2 separate regions of the Mus musculus genome follow, and region 1 is linked to region 2. Evidence: chromatin contacts called from public promoter capture Hi-C data. All regions are on one chromosome and are shown on one strand. The core of a region is the stretch at or near the end of the contact, and the rest is flanking DNA. Distances in the headings are between cores, read along the strand shown. Region 1 has its middle 46 kb from the start of Gm38579. Region 2 holds the start of Drd2 (dopamine receptor D2).

Region 1 (2,700 bases), core at 165-2,664, 1.1 Mb before region 2:
TGTTTAGACAGTCCCACAGAAAAGTCGAAGGCCTAAGATGACTCTATGCAAATGACTCACCAGCTTAGGACGCTGTATGGTCGCGGCGGCAGAATCCATGCTCCTTTTGATACCTGAGTTTTCAAACTCAGTTGATAACTTTTGATGCTGACTTTTCAGGGGTTGCTGAAAGCCAGCGTACTGGTCACTTTTCTCACTAAACACCAGACGAGAGCAATGTAAGGAAGAAGGAATTTGTGGATAAAACACGGCCGCAAGGGCATGAAGCCTATGGTTTCGTTGCATCCACAGAAAGAGAGAGCAGCGCGCCTGCGCTAGAAACCTGGAACGTCAATATGGGAACCAAGGAGGCAGCCAGTGTCTAACTTACTTCCAGGGTCCGAGAAGCTCTGCAGGATTCACTAGCCACACACCCCATTCCAAAGTAGCTGTGACTAAGAATGAAACGAAACCATCCCTTCCAGTTTGCATGTATTCTTTTCTTCTAGTGGCTACACAGTCTTTAGGATACAGACTTTAGAGTAGGCTTAACTAGGTAGGAGACCCAAAGAGGCTGCTGGGCAAGTTGGTGAAAATCTTTCTTATCCCAAGGGCAGAGGCTGCTGTCTGTTTTTTTTTTTTTTTTCCCCCATAGACTCAGGTGTGTGTGTATATGTGTGAGCCTCGGCGCCACCTATCTCTCCTTCCCAGCACTGGGGTTATAAACATGCATATGTAAAGCTCTGTTCCTGGCCCCGCCCACTTCAGTTGCACAGCCTCCAGTGCCTAGCATTTCCGTAAGTCTGGCTCCTTGTCTATTAAGCAGGGTTAATATTTATTTTTTTATAGGCTGTTGTGAAGACCGCAGAAGATAAGACACACGATGAACAGTCGTGTATTTGAGTCAAAAAGGTCATTTAGATCTACTGCTCTTGTGGGTCTCCAAGCTGCCTTACTGTTGGGGATACCTGGGGGAACTTGTGATAGTATTAATTAGTTTATTAATTAATAGCTTCTTGGTTTCTGCTCTGGGGAATTCTGACATTTGCATCTGGGTTTAAACGACCTTTGCCTGTATTTCTTTGTGCCCCCAGGATGTCTCAGCTAAGGGCTAGCTTCTAGCTTGCCCAGATTTGTAGGTCCTGGTGGCTATGAGGTACCTGGGAGCCAGGTGTGTGGTCTTTAGGGATCGATCTGGGCTAAGAAGGGCGAGGGGTACGCCTCTGGAAGGAACCCAGGAGAAGCTAGGCATAACACATACATCTGCAAGTCCAGTTTGCAGGGGCAGCACTAGTGACCTGGATAGGACAGGAAGATGTCTCCTTCTTCAGGAAGCTTCTACAAGTAAAGTCTTCTTGCAGGGCCAGGGCCTCCTTGAGAGCGCTGCTCTAGACAGGCAACCGACAGGTGGCAGCAGCGGCCCATAAGCAGCCAGGGTGCAGCCCCAGCAGGGAGGACCACAACACCAGGGCTCGGGTGGGCGCGGCTCCTCTTCTGGGCATGGGGCTAGGCTGACCCTGCAGGGAGAAGGGTTCCTGGGGGCGAAGACGGTCTCAGGTGCAACGTGAGGCAGTCCGATGCGTCTGGGAGGGGGCTGGCTTGGGAGCTGGAGTTAGATCAATCCGTGGGGCATGACACACCCTGGTTTAGTCCTTATGATTTGTGGGAAGCAAGTCATGGAGCTAGGTACCCCCAGGCTTAGCCAGGGTCCTTGGTACACTGCTGCCTCGGTGTGGTGTGAAGACTTGTTTGGTTTGTGTGTATGTGGGGTAGGGGGGGCAGGGGAGAAAGATTAAAAAGAAACCCCTGGAGATTAAAAAAAAAAAAAAAAAGAAAGAAAGAAAGAAAGAAAGAAAGAAATACTGCCCTTTCTTTAAGACTCCTTAGAGCTTAGATTTCTCAGGCTTAGTCAAACCATTCTAGGCAAGAGAAAGGTTAGTGTAGAAACTGCAGATGCTAATAGGATGGGCGGTCCTTTAATTGGTCCCTGCCAGGCAAACCCAAGACCAGCACATTGCCTGGGAGGGTCAGGATTCTTTTTATTAAAAAGCTGGTTGCCCTGGAGGAGCCTCCATCGGATCTGTGAAGGTTTAGGGGGGTTGGTGAGCTCTGAGGACAGGATGGTTAGTTTGGTGTCTTTGCTTTATTCTCATTTAGTTTGTGAAAAAGGCAGTCTCTGTTCTCATACTTCAATAAATTATGGACTTATTCTCTCTTCTCTCTCTCTTTTTGGATTAGGGAAATGGCATGGTAGGCTCCAATGAACTTTAAGCCAGAAATTGATTCTTCTCTGCCATTCATCATAGTAATTGGGAAAAATAATTTTCCTCAGACTCATTTGTAAAATTGGGAACAAATGTTACCTGGGAGGATGGTTCTTGTACTGTCTGCCTAAGTGCTCTCTGGTGTGTGACCATAGTTACTGTGGAGAGCTGTCCCTATAGCCTGAGTGAGATATGCTAGGGATGACACTGGACAAGATGAACATGGGTCATCATGAATCTGGCATCAGGTGGATCTGCCCATGGGTGTGGAAGGGCCCACACTGACCAGGATAATGCTGAGCCTTGGAATCAAGCTTCAGGAATCTTTACAGAGAAGGAATGGAAAGAACCGATAGGCGGCGTCTTAGTTAGGGTTTCCATTGCTGTGAAATCCTACCATGACCAAGGCAATTTTTTTTTTTTTTTGAGACAGGGTTTCTCTGTATAGCCCTGGCTG
Region 2 (2,759 bases), core at 222-2,721:
CAGGAAAGATGAAAAGAATGCTTTCTCAAGTAGCTCTAATGCGGCCGGGTGGGTCAGGCATAAACACAGTATTTGCATCTGAAGCAGGGTTTGGGGTAACGCTGAACATCTAGTTCCCAAAGAGAGAATCAAGATTGTCCTCAAAGGTTTGCAGCCTAGTCAGAATCCATAAATTGTTGAGTGTGCAAAGGGACCTAGAGAGGGAGTGCACACACTGGATTGCACCTCATCCAACCTCAGGAGCCCCAGAAAAGAACCCAGTGAGGTACCCAGTGAGGAAAAAGATGACTCGCTGAAGCAGTTTCCCTGTGGCTGAGAACAAGGGCCTATCCCCAGGGAGCTGCAATGCTGTTCCTTGTGTCCATGGCAAAGCCTGTTGTGTAGGTGGCAACCGGCTCTCTTAACTCTGCTCCTCAAGAGAGACCTCACAGGCTGCCCGCCGCAAAAAAAGGAAAAAGGGAAGTGCTCTGTTTGACGCTTAGAGAAGCTTCTTCGCATATGGACTTAGTGAGGCTCTTGATCCATTCCAGAGATGGACAGTCCCCTTCTATCACTGTCTCCCGCCCCCACTGTCACCTACACTCCCTGGGGAAAATGGGTCTAAAATACCCGGCTTTCTTTCGGACTGGGTGACAGAGCAGCGGACAGAGAACGGGATTCAGCACCAAGGACAGCAGAAAGCCTAAGGATGGAAGACCGCTCCCGGAAGCAGCTTCACCATCAACCTTGGCTTTAGCCCTTTCAAAAGTCTCCGGTTGCACCAATAACAGAAAAGTCAAAAACAACCCTTCTTCCTTTTGGGTGGTGGGAAACTCTAGTGCGCGCCTGGGGTCCTAGTCTTGAATACCAGGAGGACAATGCCCTACCCTCTGAAGCCACAGCTACACCGACTGTTAGCCAGGATCAGGACTCCCGCCCAGACAGGAAAGCGCGAAGAACGCTAAGAAAGAAGGACTGGGGATGGCCATCCTTCAGGTTTCCGACGCCCGGAACGCAATCTCCCCGACGGAGACTCAGTGGAAAGGGTGCTCCCGGACAGGCGGCGCTAGAGTGGCTGGACAAACTTCTGTTCCCGGCCGGTCATCTCTAGACGCTTCGACCGGTGCAGAGGCCACAGACTGCTTTTGGCTCCAGCCAACCAGTTCTTACCTTCAAGCCATAGGGCGCCCGGGGCCAGAGAAGGCGCCGGCTGCTCGAGGCTTCCAGCTCCCGCCGCATCCACGCACGGCCGCCCCTCCGGCAGCCGTCCGGGGCCGCCGGTCCCCTCTGCGGGTCCCTCGGCTCCCGGCCCCGCCGCGCCGTTCAGATCCCCGGCGGGCAGCCGCTCGGCCGGCTCGGGCCCGCGGGGAGCAGTGGACGGGCCGCGGCGGGGCAGGGCGAGGCGGGGCGGGAGGGCGGGAGCGCAGCGCGGGGACCAGGCGGGGAGGCGGGCAGTCGGCGCTGCGCGCGAGAGGCGACCAGCTCCGGCACTGAGGCTGGACAGCTCCGTGGAGTCAGAGCGCCGCGCGCGCAGGAGGGAGGGGGCGGGGTCACCCTGGCCACGAGGCGCCCGGGAACCCCGCCCCTGGGACAGGCCCCACCCACCCAGGGCCCCAGTGCTATCTCTGCACTGCGGGGCCTGGGGAAGGAACCCAGGAGAGCTGAGACACAGCATCCGTTTCTGGCTTTGAGTAGAGGATAACCTGTGCTCTGGACTGCTCGCCGGTGTCCCCCCTACACTCATTAAGTAACACCCTGTCCATCAAACCTATTCTGGTCTAGCATTCACAACATTAGCCTGTCGATCCCCTCCTTTGAGGAATCAGGGCCAAGGGCTAGCTGAAGCACTACCAGTGGTACATCAAGTCTTTAAAGAAGAAATAGATTCCGGAAAGACATCCAGGGTCCGTGTACAGACGTCTGAAAATCACAGCGGTTAGTTTCGCTGTTGAACTTTCCCAAAGGAAGACCTGGGCAGAGCAGATCTAAGATGGAAATGATAAAGTGGAAATGATAAAGAGTGCCCTGGGAGTTCCAGCTCACCCTGCCCTCTGCACTGAGGAGCAGGAGAAGGGAGAGGAAGAGAAATGTGATCTTCTTCGGCCCTAGCCAGGGAACCTACTCCCCTTTCCATCCTCTTTCTCTCCGATCCAGCTGGTGCTTTCTGTCCCTCTGCCCTGCCTCCGCCAGCTTCTATATGAGATTCAGGAGTAACAGAGGAATAAAAACAGGGTCCCGTTCGCGTGGGGCCACTCCAGAGTAGAGACTTCCAAACACTTGTAGCTTAAGCAGGTGCTGTGGAGTACCAACAGGGAGACCTCACAGGAGCTGGGCATTGAAGGGCCAACGCAAGTCCCCAAGGAGAAGGCACCACAGAATTCCTCGGACAGCAGCACAGAGGACGTTCTGCATACAGCAAGCGGCCATGCCACTTAGCCACAAAGAAGAAACTCCTTCCATTGATCCACACAATTCTGGAAAATTAGGATTGGAAGCAGAGACCTTAATATTCAATTAATCACTGTTTGATGTAAAGGTGGAAACTGGGGCCCAAAGAGGTGTGCCCTTCCAAGCCCCACGAGGACTGAGCAGTGGAACAGCCCTGATACATGGCACGTTTTCCTTAGATATGGCCATCTGTGGAGGCATTTAAAGGAGTGGAAACTTCCTGAACATGATGTAGCCTCCTCTGTCCCTCTTCATTAGTCTTTGGATATGGTCTATTCGTGGGTCTCCTTTAGGCATGGTAGGGAAGTATTAGAACTACCAGAAACATTAGA

The links. Promoter capture Hi-C pulls out the DNA fragments that hold promoters and counts their contacts.
Region 1: a promoter capture Hi-C map of hippocampal neurons shows a contact between it and region 2, with 4 times the contacts expected there. The contact joins the enhancer-like site here to the promoter of Drd2 in region 2. A contact is called at or near these places in 4 of 39 promoter capture datasets (the 3T3-L1 cell line, hippocampal neurons, liver and 1 more), 1 of 115 datasets of contacts at active chromatin or transcription factors (astrocytes) and 1 of 9 other capture datasets (embryonic stem cells).

The regions. Positions count from the first base shown.
Region 1 is chr9:50,436,970-50,439,669 of GRCm38.p6, reverse strand. No RefSeq gene overlaps it. Among named protein-coding and RNA genes, the nearest start is that of Gm38579, 46 kb to the right of the region's middle. Within about 2 kb of position 1,414, at least 42 of the 459 cell types and tissues checked have an H3K27ac peak or open chromatin away from gene starts, as enhancers often do. A contact at or near this core is called in hippocampal neurons, where this site is marked.
Region 2 is chr9:49,339,115-49,341,873 of GRCm38.p6, reverse strand. Drd2 (dopamine receptor D2) reads right to left here and starts at 1,471. Exons shown (of 8, transcript NM_010077.3): 1 at 1,150-1,471.